2 separate regions of the Hordeum vulgare genome follow, and region 2 is linked to region 1. The links are chromatin contacts, called in public Hi-C maps. All regions are on one chromosome and are shown on one strand. Each heading gives the region's core, a stretch centred on a gene start, on an enhancer-like site or on the middle of the called end of the contact. The rest is flanking DNA. Distances are from core to core; before and after follow the strand shown.

Region 1 (6,478 bases), core at 1,586-4,085:
CAATCATGAAGATGAAGTGTGCTAAAAACTAGTAGTAAGTAGCAATATATTGTCAATAATTTGTTTGGGCCAAATAGATGATCTAAATTAAAATGGAATTTTTTGTTCCGGACTAGCCATTACTTTTCTTTTGAGAAGGAACCAACAATTACTGGTAAGTATAAAGTTGCATACTCCCTTCGGTCGGAATAAATTGACATTGCATAGAGGTTGTGTTAATTTATATGGATCGGAGAGAATGCTTTATATGTTACTTTAAAAAAAAATTGACCTAATCACCCAGATTGGTAATTATACACGCAAATTCATAAGAGTTAGGGAATTGAACGGCATACCTTGATGTCAATTAGAATTAGTGAACTGTGGAATGGAGATGTGTGTTTGGTGATGCAGTAGGGCAAGGCAGCGATGGTAAGTCGGCGATTTGCTGCAGCGATGCGGCGAGGCGACTCCGCGGCGGCGCCAGGCCAGGTCAAATGCTTCCCGAATTCCATCCCGTGTGTGTCTTCGTCCTCAATTATTTTTGACTGGATGATGCAAGCGTGTACGTGAAATCTGGCCGTTGGATTAATCTACGCAACGTGCGTGGGTACAGGTAGGAGGCGTCTGACCTACGCTGAAGGCTGCTCGTGTGGCAACTCCTTTTCTTATCGGGCTTCTAAAATAAACAAATACAAGGTTGAGTGGGGGCAGGTTATTTGACCGAGTGGGGGCACATCGAATATACGTCGGAGCAACTGCAATATGGTGGAAAAATCAAGTGGGGGCAGCTGCCCCCACTGCCTATAACCTGGGTCCGCCCCTGTTTAGTTGCACAAACAACGGACGCGTTGCGGAAATAATTACTAAAACAACACTGGCCGTGGCCGCCGGCGCTGTTGTGGTGCTGGTGGTCCCTGTCGATGGTGACGTGGGAGGAGAAGAAGGTGTGTTCGCCGCTGTTGTGCACTTCCTTCGGTGTGCCCGTAGGCATAGGTGTCCTTGTTGTGGTCCATGGTGGAGTAGTAGGACGGCGGCGGGTGCGGGTGGGTGGTGTCGAGGTGCACGTGGAACGGGCTGACCTGTGCGGCGTGGTGGTAGGCGCTCCCGTGTTGCTGGCGGCCGGCGGAGGCGTTGGGCGAGTTGCAGGATCCTGAAACTGTCCTGATCCTGAAACGACAGGTGAGTTGCACGAAACTCGACTGATCCTGAAACGCGAGTGCAGGAAACTGTCCTGAAACAATAGACGAGCTGCAGAAAATTGTCCTGAAACAATAGGTGAGCTGCAGGAAACTCGACTGATCCTGAAACGCGAGTGCAAAAAACTGTCCTGAAACAATAGGTGAGCTGCAGGAAACTGTCCTGAAACAATAGGTGAGCTGCAGGAAACTCGACTGATCCTGAAACGCGAGTGCAGGAAACTGTCCTGAAACAATAGGTGAGCTGCAGGAAACTGTCCTGAAACAATAGGTGAGTTGCAGGAAAAAACAAAAGGCGGCTTCCGCAATGCTGTCGATTGTCTGATCGAACGGCCACGAAGCCGGCAGACGGGCGCGCGCGATCAGCCTGTTGAATGCAATCTTTTCCCATCTTTTAAGTATCCGTGAACGAAAAGTTTTTTCAACTAGTCATGGTATTTCAGTATTGTACTCCCTCCGTCTCAAAATAAATGACTTCAAAATGATTCTAATTTATACTAAAGTTAGTACATAACTAAATCGTTTTTGAGTTATTTATTTTAAGACGGAGGAGTATTTTTCTCGTTCTGGATCCAGAAACCTACACGTGGTCAAACCAACACCAACACGTAGTGCAAGATGGAGCTGTTCTCTGCGGAACGTGTCGCGTTCCAAACATTGGCCTCGTGGTGGTGTTTGGCTCTCAGGATCACGCAGATCTAGGGATTGGGGTCCAATGTATGATGATCAACTTTTGCCGGGAGGACCTTATCGTATGCTTACAAATATGAGGTGATGGGACCAATTAGCTTATTCAATCCACCAAACTTAACAGTGATCTAGTTCGGAGCTCCACTGATCTGACTGCGTCCGGCGTCCGGCTCCTCATCTGTTGAAGCCAGCCCTTTCGATCTCAACTTCTCACGCCACGTTGCATGCATGGACACTGTATATCAGGACACTGTATAGCAGTATTGTGTTGATGATGCTCTGGATCTCTGTCAGTCAGTCGTCTCTCTCGCCTGCTTTTAAGAGTAAATACAGTAAAATTGAGTCAGCTGGCTATAAGGAATAAAATAATATTTTTTATTTAGTTAGAGAAAAGAGAAGAGGAGAGAGAAGGTAAGCGGGCTCTTAGCTAAGAGTCAACTCTAGCATGTGCTGCTAGACCTTTTGTGAGTATGAAAGGTGGATCATATAATAAAAAATTGTATATATTTTTACAATAAACTATTGTACATGTTGGTTATAAGATGAATTATAGATGACATGACAATGACTTATAACCAGCAGCTGACTATACTATTATACTTGCTCTAAGAACTCGACCATTCTCGTTCCGAGTGGAGGATCCATCGAGGAAACGGCAATTCCACACGTGTGGAGTGGGAGCGGGCTTACGTACGGAAGGAATTAACCCGATGGAGCGGCGGCCATTGACGCCGACGACTAGTTGTAACGGGTAACCGTGCCGCGGTGCCGGCCGCCTTCCGGGCCGCTCCAACGAGCCGCTTCAAGGCACGGACGCGCGTGTACTACTAGTAAGCTTGGAAAGCGCCAGTGGTGATCTCGACGGGAATTGAAGCCATGTGGTTGGAGGGACCTCTCTTTCCCCGTTCCCTGGCGCGCGTCACCCCATGGATCGCTCGCTCGCCCCAGTGGAACGGTTATCAGTCCCGGCCCGGACGGCTCGCGACGTCCGATCCTAATCCGACAACTGTTTGGTAGGCACTGCGGTACGCACGGGCTACTCCGTTGAAAACTGTTTCAGACATCAGCCCTCGGAATCTTCAGATATGTCAAAAAGTTTCAGAGCAACTCAACTGAAAAAAAAAAGTCAAAAAGTTTCAGAAGCGCTATCAAGGACGCACTTCCGTGCGAGATGATGAGTGAAACCTGATCGTCAAGTAAGTACACTGATGATGGGTAACAAGCTGAAACATCACCGGAATCGTCAATCTTCTCTCGCCTTTTCAGACCCAGGTCCGGGGACGGCGATTACGCTGAAAAGCACCGGTACCGGCGCCCAAACCGACCAATCAAGTGGCGGTTTTTCCAGCGTGTGGGCGGCGTGGTAGCCTCTCCAATTTGCCGGCTCTGTTTGCTGCGGATGCAGTTATCGTACTTACGGGCTATAAAATTGATTATAGATGATGTATTAACATCATATAACCAGCAACTGGCTGTACTATTAACCATGCCCTAATAGTATAGCCAACTGCTGGCTATAAGCCATCTTATAGTTCATCTTATAGCTAGCTTGTACTCCCTCCGTTCCTAAATAAAAGATCTTTTAGAGATTGCACTATAAACTACATACGGATGTATATAGATATATTTTAGAGTGTACATTCACTCATTTTGTTTTGTATGTAGTCTCCTAGTGAAATCTCTAAAAGGTCTTATATTTTGGAACGGAGGCGGTACAATAGTTAGCTATAAAAGAATACTACTTTTATCATATATGGCCACCTTTCATTCTCACAAAGCACCTAGGAGCACGTGCTAAAGCTAGCTCTTCACGAAGAGCCCATTTTCCTCCTCTGTCCTCCTCTCTCTCATCCAATTCAGCAAAAATATAATATTCTAATCCTTACAGCCTGCTGACTATATCTTAGTGTAGTTGCTCTTAGTTGCCCGCCCGCCCTGCTTGCAGACCACGTGTAGCCGCCGGAGGAGGCTAAATTTCCATTGATCTGCTTTGGTCAACATGCTACACCCCCTCCACCCCATTTGAAGTCAACAGTAACCGGACATACCTCATTTTTTTCCATTTGTAATCACCTATCCTATTTTCAAAATATCAGATAGAAGCAAAAAACATGCACGTCGATTATCATGTCCGTGTTCGACCGGAGGGACACCCAAATACTCAAAGATTTTCATATCGGTATTGATCCAGTGGGTTTCGGATGTTTTAGTCCCACCTCGCCGCCTTAGGACCTAACCAACCGGTTTAAATAGTCGGATCGTCCAATTCAGATAAGCTTCAGTCATTATTGTACCATTTATGAAGCATATGAACCGTGACTATAATTCTTCTATACTTATGACATAGAAGATTCATAGACACGGTTTATCTCCTTCACAAATGAAACAATGATGTTTGCACGTCTTTTTTTTCATTTAGAAAATATGTTTCCACTGCTCTTTTTAATCGCAAAATATGTTTTCACGACATCAACATACATGAATAAGATGAACTTAACACAACAAGATTTTATCCATCTATGCAACTAACAGATAAGTTTGTCCCTATCGGACGACACGAGCAAGAGTATCTTCTCTTCGGATCGCTACAGATGGGGCCGCTATGAAATGAAGTGTAGTGCCCGGTCGCCCCCGGTCATGTCCGGGCGCCCTCATATTGTCCTTACATTTGATCTCGAGTTGAGGGGTGTCAATTAGTCTGGACGTATAGGGACCAAATGAGGTGTCTGGTTGGGTTACCTTTTTTGACCGGACACTGACCGGGCGGGCGCTTCAGACGTTTAAGAAGGAAGTAGGGGGTGCGGCTATAGATGCTCTAAAAGCGGAGCTTTTGCTTCAGTTTCAAAAATAAAATAAAAATGCGTGTAACTTTTTTGTAGTTGCGTACGATATATGTCCGTCCGGGATTATTAGTTCCTCATGTATTTTGGGTCAAATATTAACCTTTGATTTAACTATTAAGAATTTAATTACATACTAGGACATTTGTATCATTAAACCCCTTTCGAATATGATTCAACAATATAAGTTTGTGACATAAAATTTATATTTGTTAGTCAAATGTACGATAAAAATTGAGCACAAAGTGCCAAGTGGACTAATAAAACTGAATGATGGTAGTACTTCAAAAATATTTTCTTTGTATCAAAATACTTATACTATTAATTTCATGGGACGAGCCTTCAGGTCGACATTACCTAGGTGGCAACATTGTCCTGCTAGGGCGATGGGATTATCGACTCCGTTGATGCATCCCACAGGACTATGGTCACCAGCCCCACACATGTTGGCGCGATGATAACATGAGCAACCTACTAACTATATGAGCATGCATGTATGTAATGAGGGAGCGCAGTCATAAATTCATCATAGTAATAATATGATCAACCTTATAACTATGAAGTTCAAAATGTTTTGCAGCTCAGAAACTATAGTTACATACATGCTCATGTTATCAACATGACTATAAAATTCAAAATCATTTTGAACCATTAATTTTGTCCCACCAACACCCATTACATACATGCATTAAATTGTTTACACCGTCACTCATTAATTGCATGCACTAAACATCCTCTTCAATGTTGAAAATAAAAAATTGTTGTAGCTTAAGTCATTGATCAAACTAAAAATTCATTTTCATCATTAATTTTGTCACGGCTAGATCTTGGAATGTAGATCTGTGTTGCTATGTCCCGACAACTTCTTTTGGCTAATAGTTATCAAGCCGTAGTATGTAAGTTATCAACTTGTATACATGAAAATTACTAGGTATGAACATTTGAATGTTTCTATAGGCAAGAAGTTATGACATGGTACTATAGGAGTTACCCATAATAATCACATATTGATATCACGCAACATTATGTGGGTTGTTATCTATTCCAAAACAAAATCTCGTTGGAACCACCCGTGTAAGCAGTGGGGGAGCTATGTGCAATGCTGAGGGGGGCGCTGTCCCCCCCCCCCCCAAGCCACTCCATATTTACGGAAGGGAAAAAGTTACAGCCATAAATTAAGAAGATTGTTTACATTTGCTCCCCCCCAATGTGCATATTTTCTCTTTGACCCCCTCTTCAATTCTCCGCTAGCTCTGCCACAGTGTGTAACTACATCGCTACTATGATGGCGACTACGACTTAGAACGGAGGACAATTGTAACATCGACTTCTGATAATTATGGTTGTCCCATGTTGGTAACTATAGCACGACGATTTCGATGACGACATAACTAACATGTTGTTTGTAACATGAACACCCTGCTAGCTCTAGCGTGAATAGACTGGTAGATTTAGAGTGAACAATTAGTAATTATTATTATTTTTGAAACCGAGGGAACATGCAGTTGGTAATTATAGCATAAACAACACGGTCATCATCTCTTAGACTACTCACAATGGGGAGTAACATAGAGTAGTAACATGACTATGTTACTAGTCTAAGTTACTACCTCCGCAGTGGATAATAACATAAGAGCAAGTACAATAGAGCTGAGTCAGGTGGCTATAAGGAATAAACTAATATTTTTTTGTTTAGTTAGAGGAAAGAGAAGAGGAGAGAGAAGGTAAGCGGGCTCTTAGCTAAGAGCCAGCTCTAGCACGTGCTCCTAG
Region 2 (6,478 bases), core at 1,465-3,964, 93 kb before region 1:
GGGAGTAGGAAATAAAACGTGATGATAAATCATTTATTTGAAAAGTGTATGCATTAACAGCACTTTATGTGCACCCACACAACTACACAAGAATATGGTCCACCACATGACAACTTAATTGTGAAGTTGTGATGGAAATTCCGCGTGAAAGAATGATTGACAGTAGAAAGCAATAGGCATACTCCATGGAGTGTATACAGATATAAGATTAAATCAAAACAGCTTCTGAAAGTAGCATGCTTAAATACAAATCAAGAAGGATTTTTTTTTATGTCTCAGCGATAAATAAAGATGCACATGAAAGGGAGACTTTGTCTTTTACCTCAAGGATCCAGCCAATGTATTTAACATTATTGACATGCTGATTGATATCAAGATCAGCCCACCGAGGCTGCATCATATATGATAAATAAGTAAAACGGGGTAAGAAGATAGAATATACTTGCAATCTTGTAGTATGTGTGTGCAAAACTTACAGTCAGGCCTGTCCGGACATATTTAGCTGAGGTAGGACGGTCATGCTCTGGCAGTTTTGGAAGTTTTTGGTGGTCTTGGTCTTCAATAGCAGCATACTCAGAAAAGAACGGCTCTATTTCAGTCCGTACTTCATCTGGAATTCTTGCAAGCTTTCTAGTTAGCTTGTTCATCATAACCCATTTACTGCAAATTTAACGAAAATCAGAATGACGGCAGCTTGTCGAAACTGCGACTCTGTGAATATGTGGGGCAGAAGAAAAACAAATCTGATTGATTGTATCTCTGAGTGACAAAAATTTGAACCTTGTAGCCTTCAGTACTGTATGGCCCGTCACAGAATCACGTATATGCCAGTCTCGACGCATTCCGTTTTTACCGTGAGCCCCAACCCAAGTGTTCACCTCAACAGTATCACCCCTGCAGAGCAATGAAAACCAAATTAAAACAATAGAAAAACAACTCCTTATGGGGACATGCAACTTTCAGCTAACAAAATTAAACGATTTTAACATCTGTCAATAAATGTAACACACGAAATTAAGAGATTCAAAGGCCTCTCTGCATCAAATACTGAAAGTCTGCTGCCTGCACACACCGGGACAGATGGGAATTGCTGACCTAATAATTATGACTTAAAGCAGACTATTATGATGTATCCCTTTCACATTCATTTGTTAAACAACTCGAAAACTCCCCTTAACTGGACCGATCGTTCCAAGATTATGGTTACACCTATTGAAACTCAAATTATACAAGAGAACAAAAGGAAAAATGAAATGCTGGTGTGTGAGATATACCAGCATGGATAACGCTCGACGATCGCCTGCATTTGGCTGACAACCCAGAACAAGTTCCTTTTACTCATCTCCGGTGTGGAACCAAAACCATCTCCGAGCAGCCCAACCACCTTCACATGATTGAGTGCAGTTTCCTGCATCAGACCAAAAAACATGTCAGTGCCCAATAACCAGATAGAGCAGTCTTATTGCGCGTTGAAATCGCGGCGATAAACTCACCTGCAGATGGTTCATGAGCGTCTCAATGGACGCCGTCCTGTCAGCCCCAATCTCATAGGACCTGATGGAGAAGTTCTGCCTGAACATGAACCCGTCGTGTACAATGGTGCCGAAACCCAGCGTGTCGACGAGCATGTCGGGCCGCTTGGGCTTCCAGTCGAGCAGCGTCCACTGCTTCTCGGCGGCGAAGAAGATGGTGGTGATGGCCGCGAGGAGCATGCTCCAGTCGGGCAGCTGGTTGTAGAACGTCCTGGGCGCCGCCGAGGACATGGTATCGTGCTCCGCGTCCGCCAGCGCGGACTTGCCGGCGCCGCCGTTCACCTTGGGGACGGCCGCGTGGGCGCGCGTCCTGCCGGCCCTCACGGCGGAGGATGACGAGGCCTGCTTCGCGGCGATGCCGCGGACGTCCAGGCTGTCCGGACGCTCGCCGAGGGCGCTCTTGGGCGGCGGCGGCACCGCCGGAGACCCCGGGAAGAAGGCCGAGGCCGCGATGGACCCGGCCATGGGAAGCACGGCTAGAAACTGCGCGCCAAATCGAATGGCCTACGAATCGGCGATCCTAACCTGAAAATTTCGCACACATAAAAAGAACATCAGCAACAATAAAAACAGCACTCCGTATAAGCACTGCACAGTGCAGAGACGCCATGGAAATCAACTACTCGCAACCAACAGCAGCATACGAGCAGGAGCCGAGGGTCGAAGCGAACCGCGCAACAACAGCGCAGCAAGCCGGAGAAAACTGAAGGAAAAAAACTTTCATTCAAGCCAAGAAAAAAGGCGCCAAACGGAACACCCAAATCCCGCGGCGGGACGGGGCGCGAGCTCCCCTAAGCTAAGCTCGAGATCCGGCAAGAGCAGCAGGGGTCGTAACGATTTCCCTGGCTGCAAAGGCCGGCCAGGCACCGCGGAAGCGCCCAGAAGAAGAGGCCGCGCCGGACCGACAGGCTCGCCGCTGCCGCATGTTCTCTCGCGCCCCGGGCGTGTCCGACCAAGAACCGTCCCCCCCCAACACACGCGCGGGAGAGAGGAATGCGGCGGAGGCGAGGAGACCGACCTTTCCGTGAACAGGAGGAGACGGAGGCGGCGGCGGCGGGGGCTCACCGCTGTGCCGCTGGCGCCGAGGAGAGAGGGAAGAGGAGGTGGTTTGTGTTCTGGCGGCTTCGGTCGGGGCGGGGTAGCCTCTGTTTGCTCCTCTGTCTCTCACACGGTACAGGCCAGCGCGGATTTTAAAAGGGAACCAGCTTCGTTTGTAGGGTGGGGTGCCCGCGCGAGTGACCGTTCTGCCCCCGGACTCCCTCGAGTCTGTCTGGACGGCGGACGGACGGGCGGATAGAATTGGGCATAGAAAAGGAAGAACAGGAGACGTTGATGTGATCCTACCTGACGACTCCTTGAGTAAACGCTCTGGTGGGCTGGTGCGGTGGGCACGGACACGGCACGAGGGGGTGAAACGTGGGGAATAAGGGCAACAGAATAGCATGTGGCGCGACCGAGGCCGTTGGATTAAATATTGTTCAAAAACCTTTTTTTAATACATTGCAGACGCAAGCGCTCATATACACGTGCATACACACGCACACGCTACCTCTATGAGCACCTTCGAAAGACGGGGTCGGCATGTCATCTTGAGATTTACGAAGTCACCGCTTCCACTGAAAGCGTATCGTCGAAAATCTCGAAATAAATCCAGAAACAATGCAAGCACCAGGATTTAAACCCTGATGAGCTAGAAATACCACGGTCTCTCTAACCATCCAACCACAGGTTGGTTTGCCAGAAACCTTTTATTTCAGTTCACAAACTTGCATGGATGTGTTTAGGCCTTTGTCGACTAAGGCCCTGTTTGGTTACAAATAAGTCACCAACTTATAAGTTAAAAAGTGCAAAAAGTGACTTATTTTGCCAAAAGGGCCTAACTTATAAGTCACCCCAACTTATAAGTCATAAGTTGCTATACCCCAACTTAAAACTTATAAGTCACCTACTTTTTGATGGGTCCCACCACTTTTTCCCACCCGTGCCCACCGCCCCATCCCACCCGTGCCCACCGCCCCATCCGCTCCCCACCGCGCAGCGCGCCTCGCCGCCGCCGCGCAGCGCGCCTCGCCGCCGCCGCGCAGCGCGCCTCGCCGCCGCTCCCACCGCGCAGCGCGCCTCGCCGGCTGCTGCCCTCCCCACCGCGCACCGCTGCTGCCCTCGCCGCCGCTGAGCTCCATCGCGAGCGAGCTCGGCTCGCCCAGGCCAGAAGCGCGAGCTCCGCCTCGCCCAATGCCCGGATCGGCTCGCCTCCTCCGCTCGCCGCCCGGTCTCCACCATGGCCGGCAGGAGCTTCGCCCCGCCCCTGCCCCGGCCCCGCCGGCCGCCGCGCCGCGCCCTGCCCCGCCGGCCCTGTCGCCCCGCCCCTGCCCCGCCGGCCGTCGCGCCCCGCCGCGCCCCGCCCCTGCCCCGCCGGCCGTCGCGCCCGCCCCGCCGGCTGCAGCACCTCGCCCCGCCCGCCGGCTGCAGCGCCCCGCTGCGCCCCGCCCCGTCCCGCCGGCTGCAGCACCGCCTGTGCTCGTCCAAGAAGGACGCCGTCGTCTGGCTCGACGCCTGCATGCTCCGCTACTCCGGCGAGCCGTTCTTCGGCGAGGTCGACGACGACCACAGCGCCGTCATGCCGGGCGGCGTCCAGAGCGCGGGTCTAGTGACGAGGTCGCTGGTGTGGTCAGGTGACAACCAAACAAGGGTGACTTATAAGTCACTGGTTTTAAGTCACCTGACTTATAAGTCACCTGACTTATTGGAACCAAACAGGGTCTAAGACTTAACCGATCAAATGAAATACTAGCATCTAAGAAAAAAATATTAAAAAGAATATTTTACACGGATCTCAATGTAATACTCCCTTCGTCCGGAAATACTTGTCACGGGAATGGATGTATCTAGATGTATTTTAGTTCTAGATACATCCATTTTTATACATTTGTGCGACAAGTAATTCCGGACGGAGGGAGTACTTAGTATTAACTCGGATACAACCAAGTCTTAGCCAACCGAGACTTAGCAAAACTGAACTTGTATACTTTCAAGGTTGTCTCTTGAGTGTTAGACAACATGATGTTGAGAGATATTGAGAGATCACGTATGTGGTGCAGCTGCACCTGCCCTTGACTTGGATCGAGAGGGGAGAGGAAGTAGGCGGGTCGGGGCGTGTGACAATCTTGGTGCTATATATATATATATATCAGTTAACCCTGTTTTCCATGCAAGTACAAACCATATGGAAATAGATTATCATTTTGTCAAGGAATGAGTTGCTAGCAAAGAGCTAGAAATATGTTTCGTTCACTCGAAGACCCACATTTTTTTTGAAGAATCCATGCGTACTCTAAACTTGGTGAAGTTTTGATTAAGGTAGGATGTTAAACAACTTGATATTGAGAGATATTGAGAGATCACGTGTGTGGTGCGGCTGCACCTGCCCTTGGCTTGGATGTCAAGTCTGCTAGGAGTTAGGGATAGATTTTGTTTGTTTAAACTTGTATCTATCTTATCTCCATCCCTCATGTACTCCGTACAGTTGTTCTCTCCCAACCAAACATTGTAATCTCTCTCGAGAGATTCTCTCGCCAATCTCTAACTACTAGTATACAATTCTTGACATGGGAGGTAAAGACGCTTATATAACTGTTAGTAGTTATAAGATGCGACCTCCTGATGTATGGGAGGTAGAGACGCTTATACAATTCGTGACATGGTATACAGAGCTTTCTTCTTCCCCCACATCTAGTCTTCTTCCTCTCTGCCGAGCCGCATGCAAAACCCATCTACCATCACCATGTCCTCCTCCAGCCAAGTCATATCCACCGGTCTGAACAACAATACCTCTGAGTCTCTCTCTCGAACGAGTTACATCCTATGACGAGCCCAAGCTCGTTCCCAGATCATGGGGACATGGCTATATGGGTACCTCGATCAAACAGTCCTCGAACCACCAAAAACTATCACCACCCAAAATTCTTCTAGAAGCATCAAACCTCTTCCAATCCTGCCTATAGCCCTTGGCTAATTCAGGATCAACAAATACTCTTGCGCAACCTGTCCAAAGAAGTGTTGGTTCAAGTAGTCTCACTAGTTTGATCTGCACCACACAATATGATCTGCACTAGCCAATATGTTACCTTCTCAATCTTGTTCCCGTGTAAACAAGTGTTGCCAAGCTCTGACCGACGCCCAGAAAGGTTCTCAGAGTGTCGCGACCTTCTTTGTACACATGATATCTTTGTCAGATGAACTAGTCGCGGCCGGAAAACCATCTCCATAGACGAGCTCATCTCCTTCATTGTCGGTGGACCTGATATGGACTATCAACCATTGATCTCTGCTCTCGATGTATGCACTGATTTCCTCACCATGGATGAACTTTTCGGCATGGTCTCCAGTTTTGACCAGCGAGTCGAGATGTTCAACGGTACGGGGCTCGTGCCTTTAAATCTTCTGCGAATGTCGCCTCTCGCGGTCCCGGTGGTCCTCCCAAAAACTACTGAAACTCCCCAAAAGAAGGCAGTAGTGGAGGCTATTGCGGTGGAGGCGTAAATTGTTGGAAATATGCCCTAGAGGCAACAATAAAGTAGTTATTATTATATTTCCTTGTTCATGATAATAGTTTATCGTCCATGCTAGAATTGTATTGAATGGAAACTCAAATACATGTGTGGATACATAGACAACACACTGTCCCTAGTGAGCCTCTAATGGACTAGCTCGTTGATCAAATATGGTCAAGGTTTCCTTTTCATAGACATGAGTTGCCATTTAATAACGGGAATGTAGCATTAGGTGAATGATGTGATGGAGAATACCCAAACTATAAACATAGTATATGATTGTGTCAGTTTATTGCTATTGTTTTCTACATGTCAAGTATCTATTCCTATGACCATGAGATCATGCAACTCACTGACATCGGAGGAGTACCTTGTGTGTATCAAACGTCGCAACAT

What was found. A called contact is a pair of places that touch in the nucleus more often than the background predicts.
Region 2: a contact with region 1 is called in a Hi-C map of leaf, with 3 times the contacts expected there. The contact joins the promoter of LOC123412447 here to the enhancer-like site in region 1. A contact is called at or near these places in 2 of 6 Hi-C or Micro-C datasets (both in leaf).

The regions. Positions count from the first base shown.
Region 1 is chr7H:492,406,993-492,413,470 of MorexV3_pseudomolecules_assembly, reverse strand. No RefSeq gene overlaps it. Among protein-coding and RNA genes, the nearest start is that of LOC123412447, 93 kb to the left of the region's middle. Within about 2 kb of position 2,835, at least 3 of the 3 cell types and tissues checked have open chromatin away from gene starts, as enhancers often do. A contact at or near this core is called in leaf, where this site is marked.
Region 2 is chr7H:492,499,451-492,505,928 of MorexV3_pseudomolecules_assembly, reverse strand. It overlaps LOC123412447 (palmitoyl-acyl carrier protein thioesterase, chloroplastic-like), which reads right to left and starts at 2,714. Exons shown (of 7, transcript XM_045105395.1): 1 at 2,551-2,714; 2 at 1,494-2,057; 3 at 1,275-1,408; 4 at 781-894; 5 at 477-660; 6 at 323-391. The coding sequence starts at 1,997.